Regions from separate parts of the Sus scrofa genome. Here regions 1, 2 and 4 are each linked to region 3. A link is a contact called in public Hi-C and HiChIP or PLAC-seq data. All regions are on one chromosome and are shown on one strand. The core of a region is the stretch at or near the end of the contact, and the rest is flanking DNA. Distances in the headings are between cores, read along the strand shown.

Evidence for each region. Hi-C and Micro-C count contacts between places; a contact is called where the count stands out from the background. HiChIP or PLAC-seq counts read pairs in DNA pulled down with a chosen protein or histone mark.
Region 1: a contact with region 3 is called in a Hi-C map of epiblast stem cells, with 1.8 times the contacts expected there. The contact joins the promoter of MED24 here to the promoter of CDC6 in region 3. A contact is called at or near these places in 2 of 5 promoter capture datasets (fetal liver and fetal skeletal muscle), 1 of 47 Hi-C or Micro-C datasets (epiblast stem cells) and 2 of 2 datasets of contacts at active chromatin or transcription factors (alveolar macrophages and skeletal muscle).
Region 2: a contact with region 3 is called in a Hi-C map of subcutaneous adipose tissue, with 2.1 times the contacts expected there. The contact joins the promoter of CSF3 here to the promoter of CDC6 in region 3. A contact is called at or near these places in 5 of 47 Hi-C or Micro-C datasets (embryonic fibroblasts, fetal skeletal muscle, retroperitoneal adipose tissue and 2 more) and 1 of 2 datasets of contacts at active chromatin or transcription factors (alveolar macrophages).
Region 4: a contact with region 3 is called in an H3K27ac HiChIP or PLAC-seq map of alveolar macrophages. The contact joins the promoter of NR1D1 here to the promoter of CDC6 in region 3. A contact is called at or near these places in 2 of 2 datasets of contacts at active chromatin or transcription factors (alveolar macrophages and skeletal muscle).

Annotation. Positions count from the first base shown.
Region 1 is chr12:22,306,913-22,311,506 of Sscrofa11.1, reverse strand. It overlaps MED24 (mediator of RNA polymerase II transcription subunit 24), which reads right to left and starts at 2,503. Exons shown (of 28, transcript XM_021067025.1): 1 at 2,431-2,503; 2 at 1,837-2,047; 3 at 1,662-1,744. The coding sequence starts at 1,966.
Region 2 is chr12:22,333,435-22,337,947 of Sscrofa11.1, reverse strand. It overlaps CSF3 (colony stimulating factor 3 (granulocyte)), which reads left to right and starts at 1,999. Exons shown (of 5, transcript NM_213842.1): 1 at 1,999-2,150; 2 at 2,276-2,430; 3 at 2,811-2,918; 4 at 3,005-3,151; 5 at 3,502-4,019. The coding sequence starts at 2,138. The coding sequence ends at 3,666.
Region 3 is chr12:22,115,651-22,120,139 of Sscrofa11.1, reverse strand. CDC6 (cell division control protein 6 homolog) reads left to right here and starts at 1,699. Exons shown (of 13, transcript XM_003131471.4): 1 at 1,699-4,123. It also overlaps a transcript of WIPF2 not described here.
Region 4 is chr12:22,261,771-22,266,191 of Sscrofa11.1, reverse strand. It overlaps NR1D1 (nuclear receptor subfamily 1 group D member 1), which reads right to left and starts at 2,643. Exons shown (of 8, transcript XM_021067027.1): 1 at 1,973-2,643. The coding sequence starts at 2,003.

The DNA of each region.
Region 1 (4,594 bases), core at 1,254-3,753, 190 kb before region 3:
TTCATTGAGGAGTTCCCGTCGTGGCACAGTGGTTAACGAATCTGACTAGGAACCATGAGGTTGCGGGTTCGGTCCCTGCCCTTGCTCAGTGGGTTAAGGATCTGGCGTTGCCGTGAGCTGTGGTGTAGGTTGCAGACGCGGCTCGGATCCCACGTTGCTGTGGCTCTGGCGTAGGCCGGTGGCTACAGCTCCAATTCAACCCCTAGCCTGGGAATCTCCATATGTTGTGGGTGCCGCCCTAAGAAGACAAAAGACCAAAAAAAAAGAAGCACAGATGAGAATTCAGCTGTATTCTTTTTTTTTTTTTAGGGCTGAACCCAAGGCACATGGAAGTTCCCATGCTTGGGATTGAATCAGAGCTGCAGCTGCTGGCCTATGCCACAGCCACAGACAGCAACGCCACTAGATCTGAGACACGTCTGTGATCTACACCACAGCTCACAGCAATGCCAGATCCTTAACCCACTGAGCGAGATGAGGGATCGAACCCCGAGTCGTCATGGATACAAGTCGGGTTGGTTACTGCTAAGTCGTGATGGGAACGCCTCAGCTGTATTCTATATATTAAGCCAGAATTAAAAGAGATTTGCAAAAAATGTAAAACAATGCCAACTTTCTCACTAATTTTTTTGGTTTTGGAAAATAGTTATTTTTCATTAAAATGTTATTTATATTAGTATATTATGGGTTTAATTTTTTGTTACTTTTAAATACATTAATAAGTTTAAAATTTTATCTTTCAATATCTAAAATGTAAATATGAATAACTATGATACATATAAACAAAAGCTGTATGGGAGTCTCAATTTTTTTTTTCTTTTTTTTTTTTTGGTCTCTTTAGGGCCGCACCCATGGCATATGGAAGTTCCCAGGCGAGGGGTCAAATCGGAGCTGTAGCCACTGGCATAGTATGCCACAGCCACAACAATATCAGACCCGAGCCGTGTCTGCAACCTACATGACAGCTCAAGGCAATCCTTAACTCACTGGGCAAAGCCAGGGATCGAACCCGCGACCTCAGGGATGCTAGTCAGGTTCATTAACCACTGAGCCAGTATGGGAATTCCAGGAGCCTTAATTTTTAAGAGAATTAAAACGTCCTGAGACCAAAACTGCTGCTCTATCATATCACATTATTTCCAGTTCCTAAATATCATGTGATGTTTGTCTCCCAGCCTTTGCATGTTTTTCTCTCTGCTGTGTACATGCTCATCAATCTGCCTGGTTAACTCCCACTCAACACTCATGATTTGGTTTAAACATCACTTCCTCCCTAATCACTCAGACTGGATTAAGCATCCCTCCCATGTACTCCACAATACTCTGCCCTAGCCTAATCATAATCCCATCCTGTGATTGGCTGCTTATTTACATGCTTGTACTACCTAATAAATTCATTGTGTGCTGGGATTAGCTCTGTTCACAGGTAAATCCCCAGTGCCTATAGCATTGCCTGGCACATACAAGCATTTGTGAATGTTTATTCAGAGGACAGTGAATGCAATATTCATCACAACAAGTGAAAGATGACATTTTCAAGAGAAAACTGAGGCTCAGACAAATGATGTGTTCAGGCACATTCACCCAGAAAGTGTGAGCTGACAGACTCCAAGTCTTTCACCTCCAAACCCTCACTTTTTGGAATAAGGGGAACAATTTACCTGGGAACTAATGGCATACTTCAGGTAGGACAGGATGAGAGGATTGGGGGACGGTCCAATCATGGCCTGCTCCAGTAGTGCTTCTGCAAGGGCAATAACAAAGGAAGACTGAGTGGTTACAACATTTCTGGGGTTAGCCCTCCCATCCATCCTTCCTTCCTACTTCACACGAGACCTGCTAGGTTGAGAATGTCCCAGGTGGCTCCTTTGGGAAAGAATTTCTTCATGTTGATTGACCACTGGTAGTCACTCCATCGCTCCTTCCAAGCTTGCAAAATGGCTTGCTTCAGGTTCACCACCTTCATGATTTCACTCTGAGGCGGCGGGGCCGGTGGAGGTCAGCTTTGAGGGGGGAGAAATCGAGCTAGAGGAGGGGAGAGGAGATTCTGAGGAAAAGAACGGGGGGGAGGGGCAGAGTTAAATGGAATGGAGAAGATACAGGAAGATTTAACGAAGGCAGAACTAGAAATGAGAAAAAGGGGAAAGGGGCAAAGTAAGGATCCTGTCAGATTCTTTCCTCCTGAACCGTCCTTCTTTAAACTGGAGCACTAACTAAAAAGAGGGTGTCAAAGGGGTTTAATACAAAGAACGGGCAGCAAGGGGTTAAGCCGGTTCCGGGTGCCTGACTACGCCCTTAGCTCTGGCTGCGTCCCTGAGCCGCTACCATCTCAAATCCAGATTTTCCCCCCATTTCCTCCACCCTCCCCAACCCTGAAACTTTAATTCCCTGTTCACTTTTCATCCATCACCTCCCCAAATTTAAGCCTACCGGACAACCTAGTTCTAGATCCTACGTAGCGCCATTTTGGCACTTATTAAAGAGCTAATTTTCTATTGGCTGAGAGTAACAACCATGAACCAATAAGAATGCGATAAGAGACTGGTTACTCCACGATGCCTTCTGGGAATTGTAGTTCTGTGGACTCCGTTGGTAAGGAAGCTAAGGAACGAAGCTAGTCAGTCTGCATTTTCTCTCCTTCAGGGAAGGACGTGTGGGAGCTCGGGCATCACTGAGATGCTGGGAAAGGCTCTCTAAAGGCCTCTCGCAAAGGCTTCCTCCAGTGACGTCACTGTCGACCGAGCATTTAAGTTACCTTAGGATGGGCTTTCATTACCTGCTGGTTAGTAGGCAACACCAAGGGTATGGTTTACGTTCATCAGTAGATTTTCTCTCTCCCGGACTTTTTGTTGTTGTTGTTGTTCTCCTAAATACCTGAATCTACCAGGGTGTTTGGTTGGTTGGTTGGTTTGGTTTTTATTTTTTTGGCCGTGCCTACCAGAGTTCTTCTCATTTCCATACCTGTATTCCAGAAGCAACGTTGAGGTTCTGTCAGTTGCACACACATCACCCACCACTTCAACCCCCAAATCTGGCGATCCTTCCAGAATCTCCTGGCCCAGCATACTGCCTGAAGACAGAAGTAAGGAAGAAACTGAGGTTTAGGTTATCAAAAATAAGGACAGTCTGGAGTTCCCATCGTGGCGCAGTGGTTAACGAATCCGACTAGGAACCATGAGGCTGCGGGTTCGGTCCCTGCCCTTGCTCAGTGGGTTAACGATCCGGAGTTGCCGTGAGCTGTGGTGTAGGTTGCAGACGCGGCTCGGATCCTGCATTGCTGTGGCTCTGGTGTAGGCCGGTGGCTACAGCTCTGATTCAACCCCTAGCCTGGGAACCTCCATATGCCGCGGGAGGGCCCAAGAAATAGCAACAACAACAACAACAAAAAAGACAAAAAAAAAAAAAAATAAGGACAGTCTGAGAAACCTTCATAGTCAAGAGTCCAAGGAGACATAATGACTAAATGTAACTTGGTAACCTGGATGTAGTCCTGAACCAGAAGAACATTAGGTGAAAACTAAGCAATCTGAAAAAAACATGGACTTTAGTTAACAATAATGTATCAATAGTGTATAATAATGTTAACAAATGTACCACACTAACATAAGATGTTTAAAAAAGGGGGGGGGAGTTGAGTGTGGGGTACATAGAGACTCTCCACTATTTTCATTTTATCCCTATAAATCTAAAACAATTATTTTAAAAAATTATTAAAAACAATAGGGAGGTGCCATTGTGGCACAGCGGAAACGACTCCGACTAGTAACAATGAGGTTGCAGGTTCAATCCCTGGCCTCGCTCAGTGGGTTAAGGATTCGGCATTGCTGTGAGCTGTGGTGTATGTCGCAGACAGGGCTCAGATCTGACCTTGCTGTGTGGCTGTGGTGTAGGCCGGTGGCTAGAGCTCCGATTCAACCCCTAGCCTGGGAAATCTCCATATGCTGCAGATTCAGCCCTTTAAAAAAAAAAAGAAAATGGAGAAGTTCCTGTCGTGGCTCAGCGGAAATGAATCTGACTAGTATCCATGAGGAGGCAGGTTGGATCCCTAGCCTTGCTAAGTGAGTTGAAGATCCAGCATTGCTGTGAGCTGTGGTATAAGTTGCAGACGTGGCTCAGATCCAGCTTTGCTGTGGCTGTGGTATAGGCCAGCTGCTACAGCTCTGATTTGACTCCTAGCCTGAGAACCTACATGTGCCACTGGTGCGGCACTAAAAAAAAAAAAAAGTATATATATATATATGTACATATATATATATGGAAATTGGCACAACACTGTAAATCAACTCTACTTTGAAAGAGTCAACTAAAAAAGAACCCCATTAAACTGGAAAAAACAATAACAACAAACAGAAAACAATATGGGGGTTCCTGCGGTGGCACAGTGGGATTAGCAGCATCTCTGGAGCACTGGGAAGCAGATTCAATCGCTGATCCAGCACAGTGGGTTAAGGATCAGGCACTGGCACAGCAGCAGCAGCATCTTAGGTCACAACTGTTGCTCAGATCTGATCCCCGGCCTAGGAATTCCATATGATTCTGGTCGGCCAAAAATGAAAAACAAACAAACAGTATGTCTTGTCTTATGCCATAAAAC
Region 2 (4,513 bases), core at 750-3,249, 220 kb before region 3:
GTGGTGTAGGCTGAGAACTGCAGCTCTGATCTGACCCAGAGTTGAAGACAAGGCAGACCGTGGCTCTGCTATTTGGGCAAGTTGCTTAACCTCCCCAAGGTCAGGTTCGTCTTCTATAAAAGCAGAAATGGGGGAGTTCCCTGATGGCCTAGAGGGTTAAAGATCAGCGTTGTCAGGAGTTCCTGCTGTAGCTCAGTGGAAACAAATCCAACTAGTATCCATGAGGATGAGGGTTCAATCCCTGGCCTTGTTCAGTGGATTAAGGATCCAGCGTTGCTGTGAGCTGTGGTGTAGGTCGCAGACACAGCTGGGATCCAGTGTTGCTGTGACTGGTGTAGGCCGGCAGCTACAGCTCTGATTCAGCCGCTAACCTTGGAACTTCCGTATGCCTCAGGTGCAGCCCCCAAAACAAACAAACAAAAAATCAGTGTTGTCACTGCTGTGGCTCAGATCGCTGCTGTAGTGGTGGGTTCGATCCCTGGTCCAGGAACTTCCCCATGGCACAGACATGGCCAAAAAAAGAGGGGGATGGCTCTGGTACCCTCCTCATAGGTTTTTTGAAAGGAGTGCATCTGCCAGTGTATAGAGTGTGCCTGATATAATGTCTGGAGCAGGGTTGTCCTCTGGAGGTTCTTGGGAGGGAGAGGAGGCCCCTCACGGTTCTGTTAAACCCGCCCCTATATTCCCATGGAGCTGGGCCCAGGGATGGGCTCAGTCGGGGCCTGGTAGCCAGTTGCCTAACCTAAGGTGTTGTTGGGGGCCAAGGCCACCCTGCAGGCCAGGGGACCAGAGGCAAGAAATGACTGGATTAGCCGGTGACGTCCCTTCCCGTTGTGGCCACCAGGGGGCCCCGTCTCCGCAGAGATGGCCTGGCCCAGTCAGACACACCCACTCCTCATCCAAAGGCTCACTGTTCTGGCACCTTGTAGGGTAAATTGGGACAGAAAGTGACAGCCTTGAGTGCAGTTGGTCAGACTTCCCCAGGTAGGCCCCATGGCCTGTGGAAAACTCTCAGGCGCCAGGCAGAGGTCCAGGTTATAACTCTGACTCTGCTGCCCATGACCTTGGGCAAGGCTCTGCCCTCACTGGCCCAGTTCACAGGGTTGGAACGAACTCCAAAGTCCCTTCCAGCGCTCACAGTGCATGGTTCTCCAGTTTGAAGCCAGGCACTTTCTTCTTTCTCACCCTTCTCTGCTCAGGACAGCACCCATACTCTGGCTGGCAGTGAACCTGGCCAGGGAAGCCCCATATCCCAGATCCTCAAGCCCCAAAGCACTAGGACATTGTCGGGGGAGGGGTAGTGCGGGGGGAGGAGGAGGAAGGGCAAGGTCAGGTGAACTAAGAGGCTCGAAGGGTCTTGCTTCATCAGGACAGTCATCCGGTTTCCTCCAGTCTCTGCCAGGATTCCGGGGGCTTAAAGGAATGAGTCATGGGGGGGATTGGGGAGTTCCCAGCTACCCAGTTCAGAACAGGAACCTGGGATGGTGCCTATCACAGTGTGGGCTGGGGACAGGAGGCAAGACCCCCATGTCCTTATCTCAGGCTCCAGCCCCTCCGAAGGGCACTCAGGGAGGCAGGTGCCTGGGAATTTGGGGGATAGAAACGGGAGCACCTAGCTTCTTCCTTCTCAGAGCTGGGGCTGAGGGAGCAGGTGGCTTGAGAATCCCAAGAGAGAGTGGCAAAGGGGGCTTCATGGGGACATGTGCCGGGGAGGGAGGGAGGCCTGCCTCTGCCCTGAGTTCTGACCTTACTCCAGCCCCCAAGGCCTCTATCACTGGCTCAGCTTTTGTTTAGCGGTTCAAACACCCTGGGGCAATGCAGGCCTGGGTGGGGCTAGGGGAGGAAGGGAGTCCGAGGGGGACCAGACGTCAAAGAAGAATCAGAGATTCCACAATTTCACAAAACTTTCGCAAACAGTTTTTTTTTTTTGTTTTGCCCCAACCGCCCTGCATTGTCCTGGACAACAAATTTGCATAAGTCTTGGGAAGTTATTACTAAGCCTTAGTCGCGGCACCAGGTAATTTCCTCCCAGGCCTCCATGGGCTTATGTATAAAGGCCCCCAGATCTGGTCCCTGACAGAACCCAGAACCTACAGACCCACCCAGACCCTCGGCTGAGCCTGCTGCCCAGAGCCCCATGAAGCTGATGGGTGAGTGTCCGGGGCCCTGGACGTGGGGAGGGGCAGAGGGGCAGAGGACTGGGGGTCCCTAGGATCCTGGAAAGGGACTCAGGTGGAGTGGACGGCACGTTCCCTGAGCCCCTGTCTGCTCCCAGCCCTGCAGCTGCTGCTCTGGCACATTGCACTCTGGATGGTGCCCGAAGCCGCCCCTCTCAGCCCTGCCAGCTCCCTGCCCCAGAGCTTCCTGCTCAAGTGCTTAGAGCAAGTGAGGAAAATCCAGGCTGATGGCGCCGAGCTGCAGGAGAGGCTGGTGAGTGAGGGAGGCCGGCAGCGGAGGGTCAGGGAGGGGACAGAGGTGCTGCAGGAGGGGGCACAGAGGAGAGGTTGGGGGAGAAGGAGGCGAAGGGACCCTTGGGAAAGAATGCCTCCAGATTGGGAGAGGAGAGACTGGGGGTAATGGACTGGCAAGGAGAGGTGGAGCCCTGGGCACTGGCACAGAGCTGGGGGCGGGGGAGAACTTCTTGGGGACAGTGCTGGGAGGGGCTGGCTGCGGAGTGGACGGAGGAAGGGGAGCAAGAAGCCTGGTGGGAGGTGGAAGGAGGAAAAGACCTCAGAGAGATGGGGGCGCTCGGAAGGGAGGACAGCCCAGCCCTGTCAGCCCCCCTCACTCGGCATCCTTCCCGCCCCCAGTGTGCCACCCACAAGCTGTGCCACCCCCAGGAGCTGGTGCTGCTCGGGCACTCTCTGGGCCTCCCCCAGGCTTCCCTGAGCAGCTGCTCCAGCCAGGCCCTGCAGCTGGTGAGTTCCGGAGGGGAGAAGGGAGGTGAGGGGGTAGGAAAGGTGATCTGGAAGGAACACCCCCTGACTCCTCCCCATCCCCCCAGACTGGCTGCCTGAACCAACTGCATGGCGGCCTCGTCCTCTACCAGGGCCTCCTGCAGGCCCTGGCGGGCATCTCCCCAGAGCTGGCCCCCGCCCTGGACATACTGCAGCTGGATGTCACCGACTTAGCCACCAACATCTGGCTGCAGGTGAGTCTCTCTGGGAGCAGCAAGCATTGGGGGCCTGGACCCAGATGGTCTTCAAAGGCCGTGCTGCCAGCCCGGGGATCCCGGGGTTCTTTAGGGCTGGGGCAGGAGCCTTGCAGGGCTGGGAGGGGCAGGGGGCGTTGGAGGTATGGAGCTACCAGCCCATCCCAGGACCCTCCCCCATTTCCCCTAGTTGGGGGTGTGAATCAGTTCACAGGACCTTGAAACAGTCCTGGGTTCTGGTCCTGGCTTCACCACTAACCCTGACCTTCCACGGCCCACCAGCCCTTCCTTCTCGCAGTGGTAATGCCCACTCGGCAGGGTCTGACGGCTGCTCTCATCTTCCCCCACAGATGGAAGACCTGAGGATGGCCCCGGCCTCGCTTCCCACCCAGGGCACCGTGCCGACCTTCACCTCGGCCTTCCAGCGCCGGGCAGGAGGGGTCCTGGTTGTCTCCCAGCTGCAGAGCTTCCTGGAGCTGGCGTACCGTGTCCTGCGCTACCTCGCCGAGCCCTGAGCAGAGCCCTCCCCTTCCAGTGTATTTATCTCTATTTAATATTTATGCCTATTTAAACCTCATATTTAAAGCCCGGGGGGGGGGGGACAGAAAGGAGTCCCAGTCTCCTGGGTCCTTCCCTTCTCCTCCAAGTTTCATTCTCCCGCCTGTAGCAGGGAGAAAAATGCCCATCTTCCCGTCCCCTGGACTGGGAGGTAGTTGGTAAATACCAAGTATTACATCCGGTGACTGCTCCCTGCCTGGCTCCGCGGTGGGCACTGAGTGAACCCCTACCCTAAGGGTGCCCACCTGGGGCCTTGGAAGCATTGGGAAGTCTCCCACGTGGGAGACAAGACAGCCCTGTTTAATATTTAAACAGCAGTGTTCCCCGACTGGGTCCTAGTACCCCTTCCTCTTGGCCCCTGCTGCCTCCCCGCGCCCCCTTCGCCCCCTTCGCGATGGGCTTCCTGGCAGAGGCAGCTGGAGCTGGGACGGACTGGGACACTTGACCCTGGGGAATCTCATTCTCCTTCTTAAGATTTTTTCTTTCTGAACGTTTTGACCCCTCGTGTGGGGAGCCCAGGCATCAGCGCCGCCTCTTGTTTTTCTGGACGCGCTATAGACACCATCAGGCTCATAACACCGCCCCACCCTGCCGGGGTCGGGATCCGGACTCCCTTTAGGGCCGGGCAGACGGTCATGGGTCATGTCTCTGCCTTGCTGGACGGGACTGGGACGGTGGGAGGGAAGAGCCGCCGAGGGGTGTGAGAGGGACGCTCGGCTGTTCACCTTCCGCCTCTGCCCCCACTTTCTCGCTGGAGCCAAACTTCACGATAATAAAGTGTTTGTCTCAGTAAATGTCCTTCCT
Region 3 (4,489 bases), core at 450-2,949:
TATTGTATGATTTATTTTGGAGTTGTTTCTGATTACCGTGTTCCCTCTCCCAATTAGTATTGATTTTCCCTCCCCTTTCTACAATGTATAATCCAGTCTCAGGTTGGATTCTCTGGTACATGTCTTTCTTCTGGATGCCGTGCAGTTCAATTAAACCTTGCTTAAAAACAAAAACAAAAAAACCTGAAAACTGTGTACTCTTGTCTGGACTCCCACTGCAAGTGGTGGCATAGAGAGGAGAAAATCTGCTGCTTCGGGTTAGGGTAGTGGTTTGACCCCAGGTTCCCTGAGAAAGTAGATGTACTAACTTGGGCAGAAGCATCTGCAGCTTCCTGAGCGTCTTCTCTCCTCCCCTCCAGCTGCTTTGAAGAATCACAGTTGTAGTTAGCCATGCGGACTGGCTAATTCTGAAAGAGCTGGTCGTGATTTCTCTTTGCCACCAACTCCCCTTTGCCCGTGATTTCGGGGAACCCAGGAGACCCCCTGGCCTCGTGTCTTTTCCTAAGGGTTCTCTCCTCCTGTGTGCGTGGTAGATTCTCACACTGAGATGTGAAGAAAAGGTGAAGGCAGAGCATACAGAGCAGGCGTGTATTTTTATGTGGGTGTTGCCTTTTTTTTTTTTTTTTCTTCACTGCTTTTTAAATGGAAATCTTAAGCTGGCTTTCTTGAACTTTGACTTTAGGTGTAAAAATTGAACCCGACAGTCTCTGCTGACTGTAGTCAGCTGACAGAATCACCACTAAGACTTAATGAGCTTAACGTGCACTTTCATCACTAGCAAAGGTCTTGGAATCATTTCCTGTACTGATTCATAATGGGTGTGTGTATGAGTCACTCTCACATAATTTAGATTAAAAAAAAAAAAAAAACCTATGAGGGGGAGGGAAGGGGAGGGGACACAGGCCTCCTTTCATTTTCATCCATACTTGCCAGATTGGCTGAATCCCTGATTATTTGACCCAGCGTTGTTATTAATATGATTAATAAACTATATTTATTGATTTAATTGTTCCTCCTGTGCCTTTGAATATTCAGCCCTCAAATGGAGCTTGCCTAAATGACCCTCGACTTCCTAACCCTGCGGGTATTCTCTGTCCTGTTGGGATGGTATTGCTTGTCTGTGTATGCGTGCACGTACCTGCCAGCGCACATGCGCACAGACATGCAAAAGATGCTGGACAGGTCCTTCCGGTGTGATTTGATTCCTTCCCCCACGATACTGTATATAAATTAGCAGGTGATAAGGACATGAGTCTGCCCACTGTAGTTATTACTGAGATGTAAGTCGCTTATGGTGGTGAATGTGCCTCTTAAATATTTCCTGGCCCAACCCAGCCACAAACTACAACTTACTGCAAGGAAGCTGCCTGCCTCTGACTTCCTATTACGCTGCAGACAGGGGTAAGAGAACTAAAATGTCAACCTCAGGATCCTAACCCCCCCAGAGGATAACTGGGGAGATGCTTCGTTTTTGATGTTAGAGCCTAGTCTGGATCTTTTTTTGTCTTTTTTTTGTTTTGTTTTGTTTTTGTTTTTGTTTAGGGCATATGGAGGTTCCCAGGCTAGGGGTCAAATCAGAGCTACAGCTGCTGGCCTACACCATAGCCACAGCAGTGCCGGAACCGAACTGCGTCTGTGACCTACACCACCATAGGTCACTGCAACACTGGATCCTTAACCCACCGAGCAAGGCCAGGGATGGAACCAGTGTCCTCATGGATGCTAGTCAGATTCGTTTCTGTTGCACCATGACGAGAACCCCAAGGATCATTTTTTACACATGAATCAAATTCCCTCTCCAATCCTGGGTTTAGGGATGTGAGATTTAAAGGACTGTATGTTCTCCAACCGCCAAAAATATTCATGCAAAAGATAGATGTCCACTTGGCAGAAACATTTCCATTTTTTCAGCAAGCATTTATTGCATACTTTATTCTGTGGAAGGCACTAACAATATGAAGATGAAAACGATGTGGTCCTTGCCTCCAAGGAGCTCAGAGTCTAGCAGGAAACTTCATGATAGCCACCAGGAGAAACCTTTGTGGAGCACTAAAAGGCTTTGTGATAATTAGCCAGGGAAGAAGGATGGTGAGAGGCATTCTGGGCATAGCAAACAGCAAAGGCAGAGAATCAAGAAACAGTATGAAGGGATGCTCATCGTGTTAGTGGAGTAGTGGAAAGAGAAAGCATCCAGTAGGTGACCTCTTAGAGACGTTTTGATCTGAACCTTCTGCGAGTCTCTGCCGGCTTCCATAATAGTCATTTACTCTTGTAGGCTTGTCTTGGACCAGTGCTGTATTTCCTGGTGAATGTTTTCAAAGGTTGTGACATGCATGTTAAGCACTCATAGCTTCCCCTGCCCCCTCTGTCCCACTGCACCTGAGGTAGGTAGCTTGTTCACTATCATCCCTTAAAAGCTGGCTGGGCACTTGTTACCATTTCTAGTTATGAAGGACAAGTTTTAGGGGGCCAGGTTATAAAAATAAATAGGAACAGTGAAATTTGCTTTCTAGGTTCTCTTGCCCTATTAAGAGACCAGAAATACCATCTGGTGGAAGAGCTTCCGTTCTGTGATAACACTTTCTCCAGGGCAGCTTATGGTCTTCACTCTTGGAGTTTTCAGCTCCTAGAAAGGCTCCCCCAAACGTGCTCCGTGTCATCTCTCCCCCTCCTCTAGAACCTGCATCTGCCTATTCCTCCTTGAATGTTTAAATGCTCAGGAGCTTGTTCTCCTATCAGGCTTCCTGAGATTGAATTCCAGTTCTTCCACTTACGAGTTGTTTGACCTTCAGCAAGTTTACTCAACCTCTCTATTTCAGTCTCCTCATTTGTAAAATGGAAATTACTCCAACTTCATGGGGTGCCTGTGAGAATTAATGAGGTGAAATAGGTAAAATACTGGAGCTCAGTCCCTGGCATGCACAGAAGCACTCAGTATTGGCTCTTTTCTCCTATATGAACTAACTGCAATTAACTTGGTTGTGTTTTTGGGTTTTTTTGTTTTTTTCCTATTTCTTGGTTTTACTGCTGTCTTTCATTCGATGCTGAAGGATGACAGATAAATGCTTACCATCTTCTAGTATTGGGTTCTGGCTTTTAATGAAAGCTGAGGCTTAGCTACGTTATTAGCTTTGGAAGTTGACCTGTAAATTACCACCCTAATTTATATTTTTCATTAAAAGCTCAGCTTGCTACTTCTTCTATAGAGGTCTTCTCTGCCCTGAAACCCTTGTGTTTAGCTATAAAAAAAAAAATTTAAGAGGCCATAATTCACTCCCTATGTCATGAGGATTAGTGGAATTAGTGATAGTAAGTTGCACAGAATATCATAGTCTTTTAACAATATAATAGCAAAGGCTATTTCTCATCTTTGAAACACAAATCAGGGAGATACTGTGATGAAGTATAGAACTTGACATAGAAACACTGGTTTTGGTTTCAGGAAATCTGGGTCTTACACTCTTCGCGGCCACCAAAATTCTGTGACCTCTAATTAACCCTCTACACATCTGCTGTGTGCCTTGCAGCGTTGAGCGTTAGATAAGTAAGGCGCCTAACATTAGACCTGCCTGGCACCCAGAGTCGCCCAAATAATAGTAGGTATTATGCAGTTGCTCTTTGAAAATCTAGCCCCTTAGGATAATGAAAACGGGTACGTGCAGCAGTGAGAAGGGGCCTTAAAATAAGGGCGTGGCGATACAGTCGCGAGCTGTAAAGACTACACCTCCCGCCGGGCTTTGCAGCGAGGCAGGCCGCCTTAACTCCGTCCCCTCCCGACGCAACCGCACCTCTTTCCGCGGAGGCCCCGGATGTAGACGCCCCCCCCACCCCCGTGGCTCAGTGGGCGTGGCCTCGCGGTGGCGCTGAGACCTGGGGCGCTCTTATTGGTTGTGCGCTTTCCGACTTGATTGGATATGGAGGAGGAGGCAGAGGCCGAGGCGCGCGGCTCTCTGGCGATACCCAATCAGAAACGCAACCCGGCTTTGGCGGGAGGCGGGAAAGCTGGGGCTGTGCAGATTTGGCGCGAGCGCAGCTTGGCTCTCCTGCTGCAGGTGTGGGGTTTGTTCAGGAACTTGCCCGTGGAAGTTGTCTGCGGGAGACGTGAGAGAGAGCCGGCTCTGAGGTGACACAACCGTGAGAGTTGGAAAGGAGAGGAGGCCCAGGTCCTGGGGGGCGGAGTTGGGTGGGGGATGCAGCCCGAGGTGAAACGAGAGGAAGATAGCTCAGATCGCGGGAAGGTGAGGAGGTCGCGATAGGGCCAGGAGACGAGCGCCCTCGGAGTAGTTCGGCAGTTCTGCTTACTGCTGGAGGGAGATGTTCTGGTTCGGGGCTGAGGTTGAGTAGCGTGGGGACTGAATGTGCAGTGAGGGCTTGGGGAAGACTGTACATGTGGGAGGTTGCTGGGCTAAGCGGGGTTTATGATCGACCCCGTTGCCTGGAGTGAAAGAATTAGAAGTACTACAGAAGCCAATTAAGATCAACTTCTTAT
Region 4 (4,421 bases), core at 1,394-3,893, 150 kb before region 3:
GACCGCCGACCAGGTGGCCGTGTTCCCACTGCACTGGCAGGGGGAGAAAAGGTGAGCTGCCTGCCACACCTTTGACAAGCACCTAGCTCCGCCTGCCATGAGTTGGGTGGAGGATCCCAGGACACGTGTGAGGTGACACAGGCCATGCCACCATGGAGGCACATGTCTTGCTCACCCACTGACACACACTAAGCTGGGCAGGGCAACCTTAAAATAGCTCAAGGTTGGTCAGGGTGAACCCAGTTCCCTGTAAAATAGTTGCACAACCTGTCAGCTCCTACAGTTTCAGGGTTGAGGTGGGGGGATGGGATACTTATTTGGTGGTAAATGAACCTGACCTAGTTCAGCCATCTCCAAAAAGGGTGTAAGACTTTCATCCAAAGAGACTCCAACCTGGGAGTCGGGGGCACATGCAAGAGTTTCACTTTAGATCTGGATCTATCACCACCAACTTGACCTGTGACCTACAGGAAATCAACTCCCCTCTCTGGGTCCCAGTTTTCCTTTCTGGGGAAAAAAAAAGAAAAAAGGTAAAAAAATGAAAGAGACAATATCCTTTCAGCTATGCTTCTGGAATGTAGTTGTTTGGGAGAAGTCCTTAGGGAGCAAACCGCATCTCATTCGGTGCCAGTAGGGGTAAAGCATTATTTGCAAGACTAAGAAAGGAGATGCTTGGGAAGCAGAAAGAATTTGTAAGGTGGAGAAGCTGGGTCTAAAGGTAGTACAGTGAGGTAGGTGCAGAGAGAATAAAGGGGAAAGGAGTTAGGAGAAAGGTAGCTAGATATGGTTCCTTTGAGGGTGTAAACATGAGGGCACGAGAGGTCAGGGATGGCTCCATCATACGCTTCATCGGTTATAGGGAAGGGCCCCCCCCCCCCCCCCCCCCCCCGGCCAGGAGGACAGGAAAAGGAGGCAGGCGGGGGCGGTGAGTCAGCCCAGCTTCACCCAGATCTCAGCGGGGCGGGGCGGGAGCCAAGCCCTCAGCCGGCCTCACGTCCCAGCTCCACGTGTGCCTCTTGCACGTGGCTCCCCAACGAGGAACCCCAGAACCCTAGGCCCCGCCCTCTCCTCTTCCTGTCAATCCGAAGCAGCAACCCCGCCCTCGCCCCGCCCCTCCTCAGCGTCCGGGGTCCGAATCTTGGGCTGGGCTCCGAACGCCAGCTGGGCGGGGATTACTGAGGGGAGGAGAGAAGAGAACACGCGTTGCCTGGGCAACCTGGGAGGCGGAGCTCATTATGTAACGGGGCCGGGAGGCAACCACCAATGGGGTGGCGGCCACGGCTTCAGCTGAATGAAAACAAACTCAGCACGTGGGCCCGGCTCCGCAGCCATGTGAGCGCTCCGGGCGCTTGGGCGCTCTGGGTGTCCTCCCTGGGGCAGAGCACCACTCTTGGGGCTCCTCAAGTGCCGCTCCCTACTGTCACTGAGGATTCCCCAGTGAGATCGTACACATTCCCCCAGCCCCTCCTGCCTGGAACCCAGATCGCCCCAATGCTCCTTAAGTTCTTTCAAGCCTGCAGGAGCTAAGGAAGAGGAAGAGAGGAGGGGCGCGCGGGGGGGGGGTCCTCCTGAGAAGTCCAGGCATGCCATAACTGCAGGGGGTGGACAGACGGGGGCGTTTCGGGGCACTGCTCCAGAGCTCCCAGTTCCTTTAAACTGTTCATCTCAGCACACGTACCCGCTCTCCATTTCCTCCTTCCTCGCTATACGAGTGCTTCAGGCTAAAGGGAGCTTTGGGACTCTGAGGGGGTGATGGTTGGGCGCCTCCGAGGGCATTCCCAGGCCGAAGAACCTGTTCTGGAAATCCCAGTCTAGCAAATCCTAGCGTGGCCCCCATCACACTAGCAAATCCCTAGGCGGAGGGAGTCCCCAGTCCCTTACAAAGTTCCTCTTGTTCTAAGGCGTAAGGCGTAGATGGAGGAGAGGAGACAGCAACAGAGAAAGAATGATGGTAGCAAAGAAATCTTAGTACCTGTGTTGTTGTTGGAGTCCAGGGTCGTCATGTCTTCACCGGCTGACAGCGGTCATTCAAACTGGACCTTGACACAAACTGGAGGTTAGAATTGTCACTGTCGCCCCCTGGGCACTGGCTGAGGGCCAAGAGTGGACCCGGTTCGCGATCAGGATCTGAGGCACCCTGCAGCAAGGTCTTGGGTTGGCCGGACTGCAGTCCTGCAGAAGGGTAGGACGCTGAAGCAACGGAGATCTGCTTTGCATGGGAAGAGCAGAGAGAGTGTGGGGGAAGGGGCGGGGGGAATCAGCCTGCGGTAGTTCTGGCCAGAAGGTAGCAAGAAGGGTCGGGTCTCTGCAGTGCACGGGATGCCACTGCCTGACGGCTCCGCAGCGCTGCAGGGTAGCGAATCTGGAGCTCCCGGTGCAAAAGTCCCAGAGGGAGAGAGGTTGCAGTCAGGAAGTAAGTAGGTGATGGGGAGAAAGGGGGCACCCAGGCGCGAAGAAGCGAGACGTGTGCCCTGCTACGTTCCCTCAGCAGCAATATTTCACTCTGCCAATCTCAGCCGCCTTTTGCCCCAGCCTTTTTCCCTGGGACAGAGGGCTCTGCGCAGGCGCCAGCAACCCAGGGTTCCCGGGCCGCACGCGGCACTGGAGCAGGTACCATGTGATCCCAGGGAGCGCCTCGTGCCCCAGTGACACACTTTTCCAGCAGCAGGCACGTTGAGCTCCGTGCGCCTGCGTAAACCCGAGGCTGTCGGGATATGTAGTCCGCTGGCAAAGTGGGCGGGCTGCGTTATTTCCCCACTTCCTCCTGCAAAAGCTCTTGCTGGGACCGGGGAGGAGCTGAGAGCCGCATGGGGTGGGGTGCGCTGAAGGCTCAGGGTGGCTCGTTTGGAAAGCCTGTATGGCAGAGGCATGTGAATTCCTAAGGAGGGACTGGCAAGCTTGGCTGCTCCCTGGGAGATCAAAGCTAACAGCTCCTTTCTGCAGACCTTGCAAACGTGAGGGCTTCACGTGATTGCAGGACTGACCTAGCCTTTGAGGTTACTGTTAACAGGAGAGAGATGACAAGTAGGGGAGGGTGACACCCCCAGGGTCAGGAACTTAAGCTGAACTTCTGCTGCTCAGGACCAAGTCCTGAGATGGAAAGGAAACGTGACTCCTTGTAGGGAAAAGAGTTGCCATGGGGGTGAGGATGTCCTTGGGGACTCCCTGTTTGCTTGTATGACACCACCCCACCCACTCAAGTTGACTTTGGGGTGAGTCATTTCCTTTTGTCTGGGAAATAAAAAAGACAAGGAAGGGGAACTGTGGTGAAAGTGCTTTTCCGTCCTAACGTAAAGGAGCCAGAGGTGAGGCAAGAGCCTGGGAGCAGAGTGACACCTCCACCCCCAGTGCTTCAGGGTAGCGTGGATTCCACAGAAGGGCACACAAAGACCGCCTTACCCTCCCTCCTTTGCTGACAGGAGAATGAGGCTTAGAAGGAGCGATTGGCCCAAGGTCAGACATCCCTTGCTAGTTTCATTTGCCCACCGTTAGGGAGGTGGGTGGCTGTGAAAGTGAAACACTGAACAGGGGTTAGAAACAGCCAGCATCTCTCTTTAGAGGAGCAACTGCCCCATTGGTGCAAACCTGTCCTGGTCTCAAGTAAAGTAGAGAGAGGTCTATTCTGTGGTCTATTCTGTTTGAGGTTTGGGCTACGTAGAGAGCTGGGAGCCTCTTTTTTTTTTTTTTGGCTTTTTAGGGCCACACCCACGGCACATGGAAGGTCCAGGGCTAGGGGTCGAATTGGAGCTGCAGCTGCCAGCCACAGCCACAGCCACAGCAACATGGGATACAAGCCATGTCCACGACCTACACCACAGCTCATGGCAACGCCCGACCTTTAGGCTCAGGGATGAAACCTGAGTCCTCATGGATACCAGTCACTAGTCGGGTTCATTACTGCTGAGCCACAAGAACTCCTGGGAGCCTCTTGCAGCAGGCGAGTGAAGAATGAACCTGGGCCACCTGCTGCTTCCTGCTAATCCCTCCCAGTCCCACTGCCTTCTAAGGAGAGTTTGTTTTTTCTTTTTTCTTTTTCACACAGGAAGCCCTTCTCCACTTGCACACAGGGAGCTCCTGCGACAGCATGGATAGATGCCTGGAAAGGCAACAGCCACCAAAGAGGCAGAGAAAAGGGAGGAGTGCAAACACCAAGGAAGGAGTGAGCTGGGTGGTGAGGAAGCCGAGAGGACTGAAAGGAGGCGGCTGGGCAGCTGGCCTGACCACTCACTGACCCTCTGACTCCCAGGGGAAGACAGACGGGCTCCCTGGAAAGGCCTGGGCTTTCCCTTTGTTCCCCTGCCCCCAAGGAAAGTGGGGGAGAGAGATGGCAGTGGGCTCTTCCTTGGCCTGTCCCGGCCCCTTGGCCCAGAGCTGGGAAGCTACAGCAAGCAGAGCATGGGAGGACCTGGGAGGGGCCAGGA